Regions from separate parts of the Mus musculus genome. Here regions 1, 2 and 4 are each linked to region 3. A link is a contact called in public ChIA-PET data. All regions are on one chromosome and are shown on one strand. The core of a region is the stretch at or near the end of the contact, and the rest is flanking DNA. Distances in the headings are between cores, read along the strand shown. Region 1 holds the start of Dmac2 (distal membrane arm assembly complex 2). Region 2 overlaps Bckdha (branched chain ketoacid dehydrogenase E1, alpha polypeptide). Region 3 holds the start of Cic (capicua transcriptional repressor). Region 4 holds the start of Ccdc97 (coiled-coil domain containing 97).

The links. ChIA-PET counts read pairs in DNA pulled down with a chosen protein or histone mark.
Region 1: a contact with region 3 is called in an RNA polymerase II ChIA-PET map of memory CD8 T cells, with 44 read pairs. The contact joins the promoter of Dmac2 here to the promoter of Cic in region 3. A contact is called at or near these places in 5 of 39 promoter capture datasets (the C10 cell line, cranial neural crest, hippocampal neurons and 1 more), 7 of 115 datasets of contacts at active chromatin or transcription factors (bone marrow-derived macrophages, embryonic limb bud, embryonic stem cells and 3 more) and 3 of 9 other capture datasets (adipose tissue, liver and pancreatic islet).
Region 2: a contact with region 3 is called in an RNA polymerase II ChIA-PET map of memory CD8 T cells, with 5 read pairs. The contact joins the enhancer-like site here to the promoter of Cic in region 3. A contact is called at or near these places in 5 of 39 promoter capture datasets (the C10 cell line, cranial neural crest, hematopoietic stem and progenitor cells and 2 more), 6 of 115 datasets of contacts at active chromatin or transcription factors (bone marrow-derived macrophages, embryonic limb bud, embryonic stem cells and 2 more) and 3 of 9 other capture datasets (adipose tissue, liver and pancreatic islet).
Region 4: a contact with region 3 is called in an RNA polymerase II ChIA-PET map of memory CD8 T cells, with 14 read pairs. The contact joins the promoter of Ccdc97 here to the promoter of Cic in region 3. A contact is called at or near these places in 4 of 39 promoter capture datasets (the C10 cell line, cranial neural crest, liver and 1 more), 2 of 115 datasets of contacts at active chromatin or transcription factors (memory CD8 T cells and pancreatic cancer cells) and 3 of 9 other capture datasets (adipose tissue, liver and pancreatic islet).

What each region holds. Positions count from the first base shown.
Region 1 is chr7:25,617,032-25,622,089 of GRCm38.p6, forward strand. Dmac2 (distal membrane arm assembly complex 2) reads left to right here and starts at 2,383. Exons shown (of 6, transcript NM_001290487.1): 1 at 2,383-2,429; 2 at 3,865-4,061. The coding sequence starts at 2,412. Gm38969 (a long non-coding RNA gene) reads right to left here and starts at 2,630. Exons shown (of 2, transcript XR_881901.3): 1 at 2,404-2,630; 2 at 1,637-1,954.
Region 2 is chr7:25,634,261-25,639,245 of GRCm38.p6, forward strand. It overlaps Bckdha (branched chain ketoacid dehydrogenase E1, alpha polypeptide), which reads right to left. Exons shown (of 9, transcript NM_007533.5): 4 at 3,902-4,010. Among named protein-coding and RNA genes, the nearest start is that of B3gnt8, 9.1 kb to the left of the region's middle. Within about 2 kb of position 2,256, at least 61 of the 459 cell types and tissues checked have an H3K27ac peak or open chromatin away from gene starts, as enhancers often do. A contact at or near this core is called in memory CD8 T cells, pancreatic islet and pre-B cells, where this site is marked.
Region 3 is chr7:25,265,953-25,270,405 of GRCm38.p6, forward strand. It overlaps Cic (capicua transcriptional repressor), which reads left to right and starts at 1,747. Exons shown (of 21, transcript NM_001302811.1): 1 at 1,747-1,804. Gm45974 (a long non-coding RNA gene) reads right to left here. Exons shown (of 3, transcript XR_001778066.2): 3 at 2,381-2,445.
Region 4 is chr7:25,715,718-25,720,348 of GRCm38.p6, forward strand. It overlaps Ccdc97 (coiled-coil domain containing 97), which reads right to left and starts at 3,318. Exons shown (of 5, transcript NM_028771.3): 1 at 3,201-3,318; 2 at 18-470. The coding sequence starts at 3,249.

The sequences.
Region 1 (5,058 bases), core at 1,133-3,632, 350 kb after region 3:
CCGGCATCCTGACTCCTGCTGACTCCACTGGCCATCCTTCTGATGAGACCCACCTGATTCATTACCCGGTCACCTATGATAACACCCCATCTCAAGGTCCTTAAACTGGCCAGCTGGTGTTGTCACACGCCTTTAATCCCAGCACTGGGGAGGCAGAGAGGCAGGTGGATCTCGGAGTTCGAGACCAGCCTCGTCTATGGAATGAATTCCAGAATAGCCAGAGCTACACAGAAATACCCTGTCTTGAACCCTTCCTGCAAAAAAAAAAAAAAAAAAAAAAAAAAAAAAAAAAGGAGCCTTAAGCTTGGCCTTGAGGTACACATCTATGATCCCAGCTCTGAACTATAAAGCAATATAGGAAAGGGGGTGGGGCTCAGAGCGGAGGGGAGGAGAAGGTAAAGGCTTCTTAAAGTAATAGAATGTGGTGGTTTGAAGGAAAATGTCCCCCATAGGCTCAGACAGTTGGGTGGTCGGTGGTGGACTGGGGAGGTTTAGGGGGACCCTCAGTGGAGGAAGGACCTCGTTGGAGGTGAGCTTTGGGAGTTTAAGGCCCAGTCATTTCAGTTTGCTTTCTCTGCCTCTGGCTTCAGCTGAAGATGGAAGCTCTCTGCTTCTTGTTCCTGACACCATCCCTGCTGTTTGCTACGATTTGTGCCCACTATGATGGCCGCTTAGCCCTCTGGAACTGCAAGCCAAAACAACCTCCCTTCTGTAGGTTGCCTTGAGTCACAGCATTTTATCACAGCAACAGGAAAGTAACAGCTACATACAGACTCTAAGGATTACAGCCCAAGGACATCTGTGGTTGGGGGCTGTTCGGTCTCGACACACCCACCGCTCCCTGCTTCTCCATTTCCATGAGTGGCCCCTTTTGGTTTCTCAGGCTTTTGTCTGTAGCAGCCCTCACCTCGGCCACCCACCCCTCATTCATTCACCTCTACTATGCAGTAGTCGCTTTGCTGGTCTCAAGGCCACCTCTGTCCTCTCAGAATCATCCTTCATGTAACATGTTACATTTGCAACAAGTCAATCAGACTCTGAAAGTCCTCTCTCCCTCTGTGACTAGAATGAACCCCTGCTGGGCAGCCAGGCAGCCAGCACTACTGCCCAACTCTGGTCAAGTCTCCACCTCTCTGCAAGCTGACAAAGACCTCAGGCTTTTTGTACAGGCTGTTACCTCTGCCTGAACACCTTTATCCAAGCCTTGGGGTAGGTGACTCTCCTGTCACTCATTGCAGTTAAATGCACCTGCTCTACAGACCTTCACTGCTGCCCTATACCCCGCCACACCCTAATATATTGCCCGTTTTTACCTACTTTTTTTTATCAAACACTAGTTTTAATTTTGTGTTCATTTCTTACCTATTGTCTTTCTACCTAGAATGATGACTACCTAAGAAAAGGGCTGTTAGTGCGACCCCAGCACCCACTGCGAGTGCTCAGCAAACATGAATGAATGAATGAATGAAGAGAATCCACCAAGAGTTCACACTGAGGGCTGTGGATGTGGCTCAGTTGGTAAAGAGCTAGCCTAGCATGAAGGAGGTCTGAGGTTTAGTCCCCAGCACCTCATAAACTTCTGTCCACAGCACAAGTGTGCCTGCACTCATATACATAAAACACATACACACATTAATGATAAATATACGCTTTTAATTGAAAAAAGTTCATGGCAAATATACCATACATGAGAGACTTTATGTAAAAGTAATAACTCTCTTAATAAGTATAGATGTGAACTCCAAACTAAAGATAGTCTCTTATACTCAAGTCTAATCTGCCTCTACCTCATCGCTGAGGAGAGACGTCTCAGTGGCAGTTAAGAGCACTGACTACTCCTTCAGAAGATCTGGGTTCAATTCTCAGCACACACACACGGGGGCTGCCAACTCCAATTCCAGGGATCCAGCGTCCTCGTCTGGTCTCCAAGGCATTGAACACACGTGGTGTAGAGCTACATGCACACACAGAGAAAATAAAATTTAAAAACCTAATAATAGGGTAGCAAAGTAGCTCCGTGGGTAAAGGTGCTTGCTGTGCAAGCCAGTGGATCTCAGTTCGCTTCCTGGACCCAGACTCGGCTCATCTCTACACCTGCGCCGCGGAATGTCACGCGTGTATACGCACAATAACAATAAATAAAAAATCATAATCAGTCGTACTGATTCTGCTGTAGAGATATCGGGTGTAAACTGAAAAACCAATGAACGCAAGAGAATTGCGACCGCACTCGGGGGTGGGGTGGAGTGGGAGGAGTAGATCCTTTACAGGAAAGACCGTCTCCTCCGCACGCGCGCCTTTAAAAGGCGGGCTAAAACAGAAGGGGGCGTGGCCACACGCGTGGCCCTTGGTGTCTGAACCACGTGTTAGGAGGGAACGTCCTGCCTCTTCTGTTTACGTTACCTGGCAAGATGGCGGCGCCCAGAGCGGTAGGTGACCGCAGCGTCCGCGTCCCGGAACTATGGTTCACTTTGTAGCTCGGTTCTCGAGACCTCTCTCAGCCTCCTGGGAAACAAAAGTCTGCGGAAACAGAGCGTCTCCTGCCGGACCTCGCTCGGGAGACGCCGTCTGGGGCTGCCGAGGGCCACAGAGAGTCTCGAGTCGCTTGATAGAGAAACCAATGGGATGAGGGTGGCTTAGCCAATCAGCGGAGTAGGACAGCTCTTCCTGGGGGGAAAGGACGGGATAAGGGTTTGGAGGTGATGTAGAACTAATGATGCTTTTGCGCGAAATTCCTGGGGGGAATTTAAGGATCTTGTAATCCCAGTATTTGGGAGGTGGAGGCAGCAGGATCAGGAGTTCAAGGTTATCCTTTTGTGTATCAAGTTGGAGGGCAGGCAGGGCAACGTAAAATCCTGCCTGTAAATAAATAACTAAACCTTAATAGGAAACAAACAAAAATCAAAGAACAGGGTGTGCAGGCGGGAGCCAGGAAGTTAATTTGGAGGTCCGAGGAAGAACCTGAGGGGGATTCCTAGAGCTTCGTTAACCTGGAGAATGTATTTAGTAGTAGAGTATTTTGTTGGTACTCATTGCCGTGGGTTCCATTTCCAGCGCTACCTGTAAAGGTGAAGGTTACGTGGACAGGATGGCAAAGAAATCAGCCATTTGGCAAAATCCTAGGGAGAACTGGGTAAAATTTGGGCTGGGGAAATGGTTCATTATTGAAGCACATGTGCTTGAGGCATGAAGGCCAGAGTTGGTAGAAGCGGGGCATGTCTGCTCACCTGGAATCCCAGCACTCTGGAGGTAAAGACAGTTGATTCCTCAAGCAAACCCACTGGCTGGGCTACCTGAGTTGGGGTGCTGCAGGTACAAGTGAGAGACCCTGCCTTGATCTATAAAGCCAGGGGCAATTGAGGAAGACAGCTGGCCTCCATACATGGGCACATTCGTGCAAGGACACCTACACATTTGAATGCACACTATGCACGTACGTATTCCACCACCACCACCCCAACCCCCAGGAGTGAACTGGTGAGAAATGAAAGTATAATGGTAGTTTGGGAAAAAAAAATAAGGACTTGGTGGGAAATTAGAAGAACCTGAGAAAACCAAGACTGGCTGCATTCAAGAATGAATTTATGGTTGGTTAAATGGAAGACTTTGGAGAAATGTTTTGAATCCCAAAGGTTAAGGATTGAGGACGTGGACATGCTGGGGACTGACCACGGTGCCTTATGAATATTAAACAGAGACTCTAGTCCTGAGCTACACCCCCATATTAGGGCGGGAGTGGTATCAGAAGGATTTAAAAGACTCAGGAAGCACAGGCTGAGATTCAAGGTAGGCCATGCTGTAAGAGTTAGGGGTGGAACCCAGCTCCACGTTCAACCTCAGTCCTTTCCCTCTCCCCTTCTCCAGGTCCTGCACCTGGGCGCCCGAGAATGGAATGGCAGAGCCAGGCGCATCCATGGCATGAGTGAGTTGGTGACCCCGGACAGCAGTCGGGAGAAGAAAAGAACGCTGTTGCAGTTCCTCTCAGATCATTTCCAGGACATCCAGACTCTGAGAGAGTACTTGCTCCAGAAACAGATCTCAAAAGTCAACAGGGAGAATCGGTGAGACCCTGCTGGCCAGACCTCCCAGCCAGAGCCCCAGTTCCGCCGGGCTGTGGCTTCCACTGCCAGCATGACAAGCTCACGCCTTCATCGCTGGCCCATCCCTCCTCTAAGACTCATTATATAGGCACTTCCACCACCAGCTGTGCTTGGGGGTCAAGCTGGCCTCTCAGACACACTCAGCTACAACTCAGATCTCTCATGTCTCCCATTTAAAAGAAACCTTACTCTCAAGCTGTCCCCATCCACAGAGTAGGTGCCCCTGGCCACCCAGTTGCTAAGGGTGAATTTTAAGGTGTTTTCTTTGTCTTTTCTCTGCCTTCACATCTAGTTTGTCAATGCTAGAGGATTCCCAGGGTCAGCCCCCAGGTTTCCAACACTTCACTGTGTGGCCTGCCTGCTCATTCCTTTCATTTTAAGGTTAGTGTCTTAGCCACTGTTCTATTGCTGTGAGAAGACAACATGGCCAAGGCAGCTTTGAAAAGAAATCATTTAAATGGCGGCCTGCCTACAGTTTCAGAAGGTTACATGAGCATCGTGGTGGGAGATGGCCTTAAGCTGGCATGGCACTAGAGCAGTAGCTGAGATCCCAGAGAGGAAAGTGTGAGACTGGGCCTGGCATGGTCCTTTAAAATCTCGAAGCCCCTACCCCAGTGACACACTTCCTCCAACAAAGCCACACCTGTTAATCTTTCCAAACAGTTCTACCAAGGGGGGAACCAAGCACTCAAAGATGAGCCCATGGGAGCTGCTCCGATTCCTGCCACTGCAGTCATTTATGGTGTCAGCTGGGAAGCAACGTGTGCAGGGGGCAGGGAGGAGGGCTTTACTGCGGAGTGGAGCCATCTCTAGCCTCAACATTGTTTGTTTTGTTTTCAAGAGAGGCTGTCACATAGCTCGGGCCAGCTGGCCTCAGGCTCCTTTTCCTCCTGTGAGTGCAACACCTGGCCAAGAAGTGAGTTTTAACATCTCCTCTAAATGAGTGTCCAAAGTCAGG
Region 2 (4,985 bases), core at 1,006-3,505, 370 kb after region 3:
ACAACACTGAGGGAATGTGGCTCTCCTTCCCTTGGGGCTGTCAACACCCTCCTTTCCCTTCTTTTTTTTATAGTGCTAGATATGGAACCAAGGGCCTCAGGCAGGCATGCCAGCAAATATTCTACCACTGATACAGCTCCAGCCCAAGGCTTTCTTCCCAATGAGAAACTGTGAGATTTGTGTCTTGAACTAATCCACCTCCACCAGTACCAACAGCAAAGTCCATATCTATTCACAGAAATAAAACCTTTTCTTCAAATAAAAGCCCTGGGGGAGGCCTCTAGGACAGGCCTGAGACCTGTGCCAGAGGGAAGGAGGCCCCAAGGAGTCTATGAGGGTGACTCTAGCTGCGTCTCATAGCAGTAGAGGATATGGATGCTGAAGTGGACTCTCAGTGGAGGGATAAGGGCACAAACCCACCCACAAAACCTGACCCAAAATGTGCCATGCCTGCAAGATGTTCAGGGACAAAGATGGAGCAGAGACAGAGGATATGGCCAACCAATGACTGCCCCAAATTGAGATGCATCCCTTGGGCAAGAACCAATCCCTGAAATTATTAATGGTGCTCTGCTATGTTTTCAGACAGGAGCATAGTCTGGCTGTCATCTGAAAGGCTCTACCTAGCAGCAGACTGAAACAGATGAAGACGCCCACAGCCAAACATTAGACGGAGCTCAGGGAGTCTTGTGGAAGAGCTGGGGGAACGCCTGAGGGATCCGAAGAGGACAGGGACTCCACAGGAAGACCAACAGAGACAACTAATCTGGACACATGTTGCAGATGTGCAGCTTGGTCTTCTTGCAGGGACCCAAACAACTGGAGTCGGGGCTGACCCTGAATCTGTTGCCTGTCTGTGGATCCTGTTCCCCTTGTCTGGCCGCAGTGGGAGAGGATGTGGGATGATACCCTGGAGTGACCTCCCCCTTTTCAGAGATGAAGGGGAGGGGGAGAAGATTGTGAGGGGGGAAATGGGAGGAGAGGGGGAGCCTGATATTGGGATATAAAATGAATGAATGAATGAATGAATGGAGGAAAAAGCCCTGCTGGATGGATGTTAGATCACCACCAAAGGCGAATTGCATCTATGTGCAAGTCAGAGGACTGGATGGGTCTGTGGTTGTTTCAAGGCACGCTGGGCCTCTCTTAACATCACTGAAAGGGGTCACAATGCACAGCCTTGGGAGAACACTGTGGGTCATGATGTCCTATAGTCCCGCAGAGCCTGACTCGCAAAGAAGCATTTTATGGCCCCTGTGGTCTCCCAGAGTATGAGCTCACTCTGAAGCAGCTGTCTGGCACTGGCCGTTCCCAACCTTTTACTGCAGAGTTGTTCTTCATATGAAAAGTTAATGAGTCTGGGGTGGCTCACCTCCTTGGGAGGCAGCCAGATAGATCTCTGTGAGTTCAAGGCCAGCCTGGTCTACAAAGGTAGTTCCAGACCAGCCATGGCTACACAGTGAGACCACGTCTCAAAACAATAACAACAAAAAAACAAAAACAAGGCAATGGAGTTACATAATTGTTTCTTTCTTTTTCTTTCTTTCTTTCTTTCTTTCTTTCTTTCTTTCTTTCTTTCTTCTTCTTTTTTTTTTTTTTTTGGTTTTTGGTGTTTGTTTTTTTCCAGACAGGGTTTCTTTGTGTCGCCCTGGCTGTCCTGGAACTCACTCTGTACACCAGGCTGGCCTCGAATTCAGAGGTCCGCCTGCTTCTGCCTCCTGAGTGCTGGGATTAAAGGCCTGCGCCACCACTGCCCTGCTTACATGATTGTTTCTTAAGGCAGGTCCCACTTGGTAGCCCTGGCTGTCCTGGAACTCACTATGTAGATCAGGCTGCCTCTACCTCCCAACTGCTGGGATTAAAGGTGTACACCACCACACCCAGCAAGCCTGGATTTTCTATGAATGTAGGCAAGGCTGGCCTTGAATTTGTGGCAATCCTCCTGCCTCTGCTTCCGCACATGCCACCAAGCCTTGGCCTTCACAGTCATCTGTCAGATGTCTTTGGATGGGCACAAAAAAATTCCAAAAGCCCTTGCTATGCTGCATAAGACAATGCTGGAGGAGGAACTCTGGCAGAGGAGGGGTGCGCTTGCCTTGAGACTTCCCACAAACTCAAAAGGCCCAGGCACTGGGGCTTCTACATGACAGTCACCACAAAGGGGCAGGAAGAAGGTGCTCACACACAGTCCCAGGCTGGGGTGGGGCTCCTTGGTAAAGTGCCTGCCTGGTATGTGTGAGGCCCTGGGCTCCATCTCCACCACCACCAAACATAAACAAATCTGACAGCCCAGCCGTGGCTATGCACAGCACCCAGGCAGATCTAACCTGCACCAGGAAGCTGCCAGTCTCACGGGAATCAGTGCTTTGCCTCAGCACCTGCTGCTGCTTCACAGCCGTGAACAAACACCACTCCCTGTCACCACCACAGCTGGGAGGGCAGCCAGAGTGACAGAGGGGGCTGATACTGGTCAGACTCCAGGGAAGAGGAGCCCTGCTCCCTGGGAGGCAGATGGCCTGGACCGCAGGACCTCATTCTCCCTGCTGATTGCCTGGCTCTCACAGTTGACAAGGACAACTGCCTCACGAGAAGGCTGGGAAAGGGACCTCCACACGCCACCCACACCAGGCCAGCCCTGGCTCCAAAGTGCCCACACTCTGCAGCAAGAAAGAGGACAAGACAGAGTCCTCTGCTGCAGTTGGAGACTTGGCCTTCCAGAAACCAGTAGGGGCCACCTGCTGCTATGAAGACCTCTCCTCTCGTCACGTCACAGTGGCTTGTTTTATGACACCCTCTTGCCATGTAGCCCAGGCTAGTCTCAGACTTGCAGTCTTCCTGCCTCCGCTCCCTGAGAACTGGGGTTACAAGCATATGCTATTGTGCCAGGCCTCTCCACCTCCCAGTGTGAAGTAGGAGATGGGTCCTCCCCTGTCCTGTCACCTCCACACAGGCGAGAGCTGATGGGACCCCAGTGCCATGGAAACCTGGCTTTCCTTGCTGGTAATGCCAAGTGTCACCGTCACAGACTGTATGTCCCAACCCAGTCCAAGACAGGTCAGGGCTGGTCTGGCTCTAGACTGGATGCCCAGCTTATCCAAGGCGGCCTCTGGACAGTCATCCTGGCCACCCCACTTCTGAAAAGAGGTTCCTGGGAAAGGCTCTGATGACAAGGGCCTCTAACTCCAAGTGTTCATCCCTGTGCTGGCTTTATGCCAGCTGCCCGTGACCTTTCAGCAGCCAGTAGGGCTACAGCATGACCAAGCAACTTGCTTAAGATGTGGCGGGCCTAATAAGGCTCAGGATTTGCCGGGCTGATACTACCAGGGGCGCCTTCCTTTCTGGACCCCAAACAAACACATCCCTTGGCTCAGTAGGCCTCTCTCCTGGCCCTCACTGATTGGCTCTAGTCAGGGGCGATGCTGCCACACCCTGTCCCCAGCTGGAAAAGAGCTTTTCGCCTTACTCTCTGCTCCCGGCTTTCCTCTGTATCCATCTCCCTTGCCAAAAGAAGAAAGAAAAAAAAAAGAGATCCACACTGAGCTCAACACAGCTTCTGCTTCCTGGGGAACACAGCACCCTGGGAGAGTCCAGAAGTGCCCTGCCCTGGGTAGACAGGTGTCCACAGAGAAAGCCATGCCTTCCGCCAGGCCTGGCCCCAGGTCCTACTACCAGCAGCTCACTTCAGGCGCCTCCTCATTGCCACCTTGGAGCTGAGCAGACAGCGTCTCAGAGAGGGCTGAGGTGCCACCTCACACTGCGTGGTGGCTCTGGGAGAGGCCTGCCTCGTCACAGCCTCACCTGCCCGCTTTCCATGCTGGTTCTTGGGCACCCCCAGAGGCCTTCACAGCACCATGCTGTGGAGCTCAATGGAGACCCCAGAGAAAACTACCAACAGACATACCTGCCTCCCGGTACTGGCCAAACACCAGGTCTGTGCGCTCCAAGGCAGCGGCACTGCCCACATGTGTCCCCTCCTCGCCATAGTTGGTCATGTAGAAGGAGATCCGGCCCTACGGGTGAAGGGGCCAGAGGCCTAGGCTTGTTAAGGCAATCCTTGACAGAGAACCCTGCCTTACTTCTCCATTTGATTTTTAGAGACAGGGCCTCTCTGTAGCCCCAGATATCATGAACTCACAAAGTAGACCCACCTGGCCTCAGATTCCCAGAGCCTGCCTCTGCTAGAGCCTGGGTGCTAGAGTTAAAGGGGGGTGCCGCCGCACCAGCTCCTGCCTGTCTTGTAATGATCAGTCACCACTGTGGCCATCACTGTGTGGGCGGGGCTGGGATCAAGGAGCTCCTGCCTCCAAAGGGAAGTGGACAGTGAGAGCTGAGGGTCAAGAGCCTGAAGTGTCCCGGGCACAGCCAGGTGTGGAGATAACCGGCTGCACTGGGCAAAGGCAGGGTGGGTAGAAGGCCTAGACAGAAGGACAAGGAAAGACACGAGGCCAAAGGGCCACAAGGTCAAGCGAGGTGAAGGGAGAGAGGTGTGCCTGGACTGTGCTCCAGATCACTCTGCAGGCATGCTGCAGCCATGCCTGGGTCTTGGGATCCCGCAGGTGGCTGTGCAGGGAAGGGATGCAAACTGCCAGGAGAGAGGGACCGATGGCCTGGTCTGGGAGCTAGGGACACAGAGAGAGGGACGGAGGATGGATAAGTCCTCAAAAGCGGAGTCAATGCTCGGAGAGTGACCACCCAGGCCTGCTTAGCCTCTCTATCCCTGGGCCTGGAGAATCATTGGGCTTCCCAGCCTCCCTTGCCAGCCAGAGGTGGTTGTCAGGGACAGTTTTAGCCCAGGCTTTAATGGAATTTGCTTTTCTAGATAAGGGAGACTCTTGCTTTCACCACCCCTACCCCATCTCCTTCCTGCCTCACTCAAGAGCCAGGACGCCTGGACCTGCGGCAGCCATCCTGCAAGCACGAGGCAACAGGCACAGAACAAGGGCCAATGTGCCATAAAGGATGGCACAGAGGGGCCGACTGGGTGG
Region 3 (4,453 bases), core at 497-2,996:
AAAGAGGAACCAGAGTAGATACTTAGAACTATAGATAGCTGAGTTACACCCAAACGCAAGTATTTACAATGGCCTAGGGGGAAGGTGGACTATACAATAGACTAGAGTAGGAACTATGGCAAGGGCACAAGCCCCTGGCTTCTAAGATTAAGTGGACCTTAGGTGGAGCTGTTTCTGATCCCAGTTGTTAACAGAATTTTATCTCAGTTGGTTCCTGCCAGTTCTTCCGTGTTTGCATTCCTCTGTTTTGTGTAAGAATCCAGTAACCTCTTTGTACCTTGCTGGTGTCACCCATCTTCCCTATTTTCTTCTGTATAAAAAGTTTGATGCTCAATTTGACAAATTACATTCAGATCCACACTCCCTTGTGTTGAGTCTGTCCATCCATTCCCGCTGACTCCTTGCCCACCTGAGACTAGAGACCCGTTCCATGCAGACAAGGGATCAATAGGGTCTGCGGCACGGTGGGAACTTCCTGTAGATATCGAGAAGTTGCCTCACTGTAAGTGCCATAGATAATGGGTGCTTTTTGCATGTCCTATGTGAAGCAGCCATATATCCCAGAACATTCTCTTACAGAGCATAGTGCAAGCATAAGGAAAGCAGAATAACTAAAAGCAGCTCAATGAGAAAGGGGTTTATCTCAACTTATATTTCATCAAGCCCATCTGAAGGGGCGTCAGGGCAGGAACTCTGGGCAAGAATTCAATGGGGAAGCCATGCAAGAACCCTTCATAATGGCTTGCTCTCCATGGTTTGTTTCGCCTGCTTCCCAGGACCACTTTCTCAGGGGTTGCACCCACCCACAATGGGTTGGACCCTCCTACACCAACCACTAATTAAGATAGTACTGCACTGACTTGCCTACAGGGCAATCTTTTGGAGACAATTGGGGTTCACTCTATGTCAGGATTTGGTACTTGTGTCAACTTAAAAACTAACCAGCACCAACAGTAAGATGTGCTACAATAGACCAGATGTGTGTGTGTGTGTGTGTTTCACTATTACAGTCTTGAGTATCCATCATATGCAAGAGAAACCTTCATTAGAGGAGGAGTACACCATTCTCCATTATCCTTTGATCCAAGGGAAACCTGATGGGAAGACTGAAGCTAGGGATAGTCACACCTGGTGTAAACTCGGCACCGGGGCAACAGCTGTCTATGCCTCAGAGGGTATGTGGCACATGCTCTTCTCCTCACCTCCGGTGTGACACCCACCCCAAGATTTTTACACATCTTTCCTCAGGTGTGAAAAGCCATAGGGCTATTCGCCTTCGGAATGAAGTGTGAAACCCCAGGAAGTGACGCAAAAGAAAAGTTTGGAGATTGGAGGGTGCGATCAGAAAAGTGCGCCGTCCTAAAATCAAAAAGTCTTGGAGTTGACATCACGGCCACAGGCCACGCGGGTTGCCAGTACTGCAGAGCGCGCTACCCTACAACCGCAGGTCCTCTCTCCTTCTGGTGGCAACAGGGCTTTCCGCGGGGCCGCGCCAGACTTTTTGAGACTGTTGATTGGCCGTAGTCCGGCCACCCGACAGCCAATCATGCAGAGGAAAGGTGACATCACTAGTTCTCCTCCCATCCCCCTACCCCAAACTTCTCTACTCTGGTTTACCAGCACCAACAACCACGTGGGGGAGGGGTAAGAGAGTAGAACCGGTGAGGTCATTGCACCGCCCCTGCCGTTGCTGATTGGCTGCGGGGCTCGCGGGTGTCGGTTGGCTGCTCTTTGCACCTCCCCCTCGTGCCGCTACAGCCGCCTCAGCGAGGAGCCACTGGCGACGCCAGAGCCAGCAATCCGGGTGAGTCGGGGCCCTGGGTCTAAGATGTTCCCAGTGTCCAGCGAGACTCAGGAGGAGCTGCCCTTTCCGACTTTTTCTCTTCGCCCGGGTTCTTTGGAGCTCCATGCACTCTGTCACATGGGAGTTGTAGTCTGACTTATGCTTCTGACTACGGGCCGGATACAGAAGAAGACTACTATTCCCAGCAGGCATTGCGTTCAGCTGGTCAACAAACCCTCGGGCCACGCCTCTCGAGCTTGTTTATTGGAGGGCATATCCTTTAGTCCCGCCTCCCTTCATTTTATTGGTTACTGTCCCTCGCAGGGGGTGGTTTCTTGCTTAAGATGGATGGTGATTGGGTACTGTAATTGTCATTCGGCATATAAATAGTCTGTTAATTGGTTAAAGGAGGTGTCCATTACTTGTTGTAAGGTAGAGTTCTAGGCAGATCAGGCAGTCGTAGGCTTAGGTTGGTGTCGGTCCCGGAGGGAGGCCGGTCTTGGAATTTGACCCCGCCCCTTGGCGCTGCCGGAAGAGCGCAATTGGTGGTAGCAAGTGTCGCTTGCGGATGATAGGCGGAGCCGACTAGACAGCGAATATCTATTGGTCTAGGTTGGCGCCGGTCACCGGGGTTGTGGCCGTTTATTGGCTGGTTGCTCCAGCTGTTGCAGGTCCATTCACCATTTTGTGTGTTGGAGTAAAAAAAAAAGGGAGAATCGAGAGGGAGAGCCGGAGGGGGGGCGGGGAGGGACCGGACCGGACTGAGCCGGGGCCACGGCCCCCCGCCCCGAAACCCCGCGGAGCCCGAGGTGAAGGGCGGGGCTAGGGCTGACACTGCGTGGGGGTGGAGGGGAGCTGGAGGCCGAGAGGGGACAGGTGGCAGGGACGGGAAAGGGGTACAGGGCAAAAGAGGTGGGCGGAATGGTGTGGGAAGGGGTGACAGAGTGGAAGAAGTGGTAGGAAGTGGGGAGTGACAGAAAAGGAGCAACTAGGGGAGAGTACTGATAACAGGAATGGAGGGGTAACAGGATTAGATCAGGGTGACAGGGAGAGGAAGGGGACCGAGTTGGAGGGGGTGATAAAGAGAGGCGATGGGCAGAGGTGTCAGATTTGGAGGTCTAGAGATGGCCGACAGAAGAGTGAATAGGAGGAATAGGTGATATAAATAAATGGGGGTGACCAGCGGGGGGGGGTAACAGGAGGGGGCCTAGTATCTGAGAAAATAAGGTAGAGGTGGTGACAAGATGGGAGAGAGTGGCAAGCGAAGATGGTGTCAGGAGGGTGGATGGAAATAGAGAGGATGAGACCCTAAAGGGCATGGGGTGGCCTCAGCTTCAGGAGTTTCACGTTCTGAAAGGGAGGTGAGGGCCCGCGGGACCCTGGGTAGTAGTTAGCTATGGTGCACAGGAAGAAGGTAGGCCCCAAGAAAGAGAGGTCTGGCTCTGGGGTAAAGAGACCAGTCCAGGTAACAGGGGTAAGGGATGTTGGCTGGTGTGCTTGTAGGCCCTGGGTGGGGTGTAAAGGTTTATGTTTGGACAGTGTTTGTACCAGATCTCAGGCTCCTGAATGGTGCCCTAGCAGGTCAGTGGGGAGATGGCAGTGGAGTCGGCTTAACTCACAGCACCTTGGTGCTGATCCCAGGCCCTTCAGAGTCTGCCAGTGAGAACCCCAGAATTGTCCCACAGAAGGAGAAGGCCTCAAGTCGGAGAGCATGAGATCTGGGATCGCAGTCAGCCTGAAGACTGTCAGAGGGGTCTCTGATTGTGTTTGGCGGAATCTAGGACAGCTAATGTTTGGCTTCTCAAGTTTTCCAAGTCACTCTGGAGTAAAGTTTTAGGGGTTTTGTTTTGCCCTTTTTTTTTTTTTTTTCTTCTTTTCTCAGGGCAGCTTGAAAGGGGGCGGGCAGAGTGACTGTTCAGGAAGTGGGTGAGGTTGGCTTGTTGGGCTTGTCCTGCTGTCTTTGACCTCATCCTCCTTACCCCCACCTGGAGCTGTCTGGGCATATTTGGGTCCCTGAGGGTGCTGGCCATTTCAGACACCCTGCCCAGCCTGCTCAGTCTGGGTGAGGATACGTGCAGGCCAGAAGTGAGGGCTGGGCTTGCAGGCATTGCTCTGGGTGCTGTTGGGGAAAGGGGAAGACTCCCTCCTGTGTAGTGGGACAGAGAAACCCTGGGGTGTGCAGTTCTGTGTCCCACTGTGTGATGACGTGTGCTGCATTTGTGCGCGTGCGTGTGCTCATGTACAGTCCTGTGGCAGTGCTGGTGTGAGCTCTTGCCCCAAACGTGCCCCTGCCTACTCCCTGCCAGGACCTGGGAAGATGGTTGTACCTGGCAGACCTGGGATACTGAGCAGAGTGGGCAAGCATCCCTAGGGACTCTGAGCTGCCTACTCCTTCCCACAGTACCTGGCCATGCATGACTGCCTGTAGGGGTGGAGAGAGAGTAGAGGGAGGAGAGAAGCTTGCATCTCAGCTGTGTCACCTCCTTTCTGTGGCTTGGTGCTTATGTGCGTGAGTTTCTGTGTGCATTTGTGTGTGTGCTTTCTAGGTGATGAGAGTGAGAGCAAGCATGATGTGTGGGTCACATGATTGGCAGCACAGGGCAGTGGTTAGGAGCTCAGTTCTGTGGCCCTAGAGCACCTGGGTTCAGACCCGACCCTCCCCTGAACCCC
Region 4 (4,631 bases), core at 2,068-4,567, 450 kb after region 3:
CCACCATCCCCCCACACCTTGGATGAGCTCACGCAGGGCAGCATAACGCCGGTTACGCAGGCGGGTGCGCAGGGTTCGAGGCCGGGCAGTGCCTTGCCGGGCCACCTCGGCACAGTAGAAATCAGCACGGTGGTCTCCACGCAGATGGCCGAAGCATGCCAGGTGCTCTTCCCGGAGGCCTGTGCGGAAGCGCTCCAAGAACACCAGCGGCTTCTTGTGATACAGCTGGCCCAGGATGGCCACCTTCTCAGGCTCTGTCAGATCAGGCTCACCCTGCTGCTGGCTGCACACAGGCAGGTGGCTGGCAGCGATGGCATGCAACATGGCACTCACAGCCGGGCTCTCTGCCTGGGAGCTGCCACTGTTGGGGATGTCTGGTGTCCTCTCTGCTGTCTCCTTCTCCTGCGGTCCAGATGGAATGGGAGTCTGGCTCAGCTCCCCCCAGTGCACAACTCTGGGCTCCACGCCGTCTGAGAGTCAAGAGGAGTCTTTAGTTAAGGGCATCAGGGGAAGGGGGCTTAGGCAGGAGGAGGCTGGGAACTGACACATTCAAACAGCTCACGTTTACTGAGTACCTGCTACATTCTGGGTAATGTTCTAGGCCTTAGACAGAGAGACCATGGTGAACAGGCCGTGATGCTGCACAGTCAATAGTCTAACTAATTAACAAAACCATGGAATATGCCAGGCATGGTGGCTCATGCCTTTAATCCCAGCACTCGGGAGGCAGAGGCAGGTGGATTTCTGAGTTCGAGGCCAGCCTGGTCTACAGAGTGAGTTCCAGGACAGCCAGGCCTATACAGAGAAACCCTGTCTCGAAAAAACAACAAACAAACAAACAAACAACCATGGAATATATTACGTGCTTCCCTGGCTAGGTAGAAAGACAGTCGGACAAGCCTGGTATGGTGGTACACACCTTCAGTTTCAGCGTGGAGGAAGCAGAGGCAAGTGGATCTCTCTGAGTTCAAGGCCAGCCAGGCCTACACAGTGATATTGAATTTCAAAATAAAAATCTCAAAAAACAAACAACAAAATCCAAAACACCAATGATAACAAAATGATGATGATGATAAATAAAGTATCCAATGAAAAGCCTAAAAAAGACAGAAGCAGCAAATGTTAGGATGGCTCACTTTTAAACTGCAGGGTAGCAGGCTTGCCAGGAAAGTGACATCTTGTAGCTGGAGAGATGGCTCAGCGTTTAAGAGCATAGGCTGCTGCTCTTCCAGAGTCCAGATTCAATTCCCAGCATCCACATGGCAGCTCACAAATTCTAGCACTTGGGAGGCAGAGGCAGGGGAACACCTGTGAGTTCGAGTACTGCCTGGTCTATAAATCAAGTCTAGGACAGTCAGGGCTACACAGAGAAACCCTGTCTCGAGAAACCGAAAAGGAAACAACAACAACAAAAAACCAAACACCCAGTTTCTGGTCTTTGGTATAGCAGTTGGAAGAGCTAAGAAAGAGCAGCCTGAGAAACAGAAGGGAAGCAGTGCATATTGTTTCTCTCATAAGGCAACTGTGCCAGGTGGCTGGCACTGGCTGCTGGAAGCAGTATAGTAAGAAAACAGTCTGGATGCTGGGCAGGTATGTATGTATGCATACACACACACACACACACACACACACACACACACACACACACAAATAGCCCCAGCATTCAGGAGGCTGGGGTAGAATGATTCATGAGTTTTAGACCAGGCTAGACTACATAGTGAGTTCTAGGTCAGCCTAGGCTACAGGGTGAAACCCCACCTCAAATAAATAAATATACAATCAAACAAATGAATGAATAACAATGAGAATGTAACAAAACAACAAAACTCTAATCAAGTAGATTGAATAGCCATGAATGGACGTCCCTGGGGATCCTACCTGACTGGAACAAGTTCAGGGTGGAGAGCACGCTGTAGTAGGTGATGGGTAAGAAAATTATGAGCAGTGTCTTGGCAGTGCTAGGAGGACAGGCCTGCTCTACCACACACAGTTTAGATGGTGCTGGGGATTGAACCCAGGGCCTCAGGCATGCTATGCAAACATCCCACTAATAAGCTACGGCCTTAATCCCTGGCTTTGAACCTTCTAGGCTCCTGACTATAGGCCCATTTCACCACATCTTGCCCCAGATTCTCTTTTATGGCTTCATGGTAGCAAATGTGATTGGCATTTGTAAGGCTTGAGGCCCAGCACCAGAAAGTTTAAAAGATACATACAATTTTGTTACAGAAAATGTTAATATATATACTTTGAAGCAGGGCCTCATAGTACAGGGTTTGACTTTGTAGTCTGGAACTCACTATGTAGTTTAGGATGTCTTCAAACTTAAGGGTAATCTCCTGCCTCAGTCTCCCAAGTGCTGGGGTTACAGATATAAATCACCACAATTGGAGATTATCAAAGATTGAAACACACACTAGAACACACCTCTGCCTCTACATTCATAATCTGCTATTCAGCTTCAGTAACTCCCAGTTCCAAGTTGTCATCGCACATCAGACTACTATGAAACATTAAAGACAGGCGTGGTGGCACAGGGCTGTAAACTCAGTACCTTGGGACCTGGGATTGGAGGACAGCAATTTGGAGGCTGACCTTGGCAATAATAAAAGGCTGTGAACAAAACCCCAAAACAAAACAAAACAAAAGCCCCCGCCCCCGCCCCCCCAAGCCAATACTTGTAGGAAGTCAGTAGCAAAGTAAAAGGCATTGAAGGTGCGAGGGAGAAAGGACCTAAAGGGGCGGAATGAGAACTTTAGGACCTAAAGAGGCAGACGTTGGGGTCAGGAAGGGTTAGAATGCAATGGGGGCTGTTGGTTTGATGTGAGCTTTCATGGGACAAGAGGAGAGCTAGCTTGGGATACGGAGAAACTCAGGTTGGCACAGAAATGATGTTAACTTGAGAAAGGTTGGTCTGAGACTGGAAGAATCTGCAGGAGAGTTGTTATTTGCTTGAAGCGTTGGCATGGTAAAAAAAAAAGTGGGTTAGCCTAGGACATGGAAAGGGGTTCATTTCAAAGAAGAAGGGAAACGTCAACCTGCTACAAGGCCGAATAACCAGACCCACAAGGTGGACCAAGTGTTGAAAGTGCCAGTAAGCGGCGGTCAGACTTCCTAGAGTCCTCAGCGCTTGCCGGAACCATTTCCTGGTCACACCGCAAGAGCACCCTCCGGTCACCTGAGCCTGGCAAACGTCTCACCATTATCCGGCTTCCTCTCCGTCACCTCTGCAGCTGCCACCGCCTCCATAACAGGTCTCTTCAACACAGTAACCGCCACAGCGGGCTCCGGAAGCCAGGCTGGACCCTAGGTACCCGCAGGTACTTCCGGTTACGCAAGCGTCTTTATGCGGCACCCAAGCATCAAAGTTCCGGGTCAAAGGCGGGCCTTCTCTTATGCGCATGCGTAGCCCCGCTGATGGATCTTAAACCTATCAAATGGGAAAGTCAGCGGGGACCGTGTGTCATTTGATCGCTACTCTAACTTGAGGTCCTCGTGTGTTAATATTTGGAGTGGTTGTATTGGCCCTATCGCATAGACCCTCGAGTCCTCTTAAAAATACTTATGCGGTCAGAAGACAACTTATGGGAGTGTGGATAAAATTCAGTCAAGGTTGGCAGCAAGCATCTTTAACCGCCGAACCATCTCATCCAACTTTGTGCTCTCTGTAGATTTGACTTCCTTCTATCATCACATCCAGCCTGTAGGGCTGGCATGAGATTAAATTGGGGGGAGAACCTTTGTGTTTCCAAACAAGAAGGAAACCTGCAGATATGAGGAATTCGCTGTGTAAAAGGGAAGGACCTGCTCACCACAGGCAGGGTCAGAGACTTTCTGGCAGGGATAAAGCCCCCAGATGAGACCTGAAAGGCATGGGCAGGAGTTAGGAAGTACTTCAGGCAGTTTTGCTGACAAAGGTACTTCTGGGTGCTGTTAACTGTTTACTATGCAGAGCATACAGCACTCAGGAGACAGAGGCAGGGATATCACTGAGGGTTTGACGAAATCTTGTCTTGAATAAGGCCGGCCAGGGTTACATGGCAAGTTTTTCTCAAGAAAGCAAAAAATAAAAGATTATTGGAAGCTGGGCAGTGGTGGTGCACACCTTTAATCCTAGCACTTGGGAGGCAGAGACAGGCAGATTTCTGAGTTCGAGGCCAGCCAGGTCTACAGAGCGAGTTCCAGGGCAGCCAGAGAACCCAGACTCAAAAAAAAAAATGGAGGCCACGTGTCAGTGTCAGATCATAAAGGGCTTCGTAGCCCTATGAGGTGTTTGGAACCCATAAGGTTTGGGGTAGGGAACCAAGGAAAGGAACTGGAGATCACAACGAGGAAGGTGGTGCATTAATCTTGAAACAGGTTTGGAAGAGTTAGAACTTGGTAAGCATTCCCGACATTTGGGGAATGGCCTGGTAAAAACCCAGCTGCATCACCAGGAATGGCCAGCAGAGGGCGATGCTGCCCAACACACATATGCCAAGAGCAGCATTTCCCAGGCTAGGGACAAGGACCCCTCCTTACCTTCTCCTAGAGCAACTTGACAAGTGTCTCTCCTCCCCTTCCCCCCTCCCCCAGACAGGGATTCTCTGTATAGCCCTGGCTGTCCTGGAACTCAGAAATCCACCTGCCTC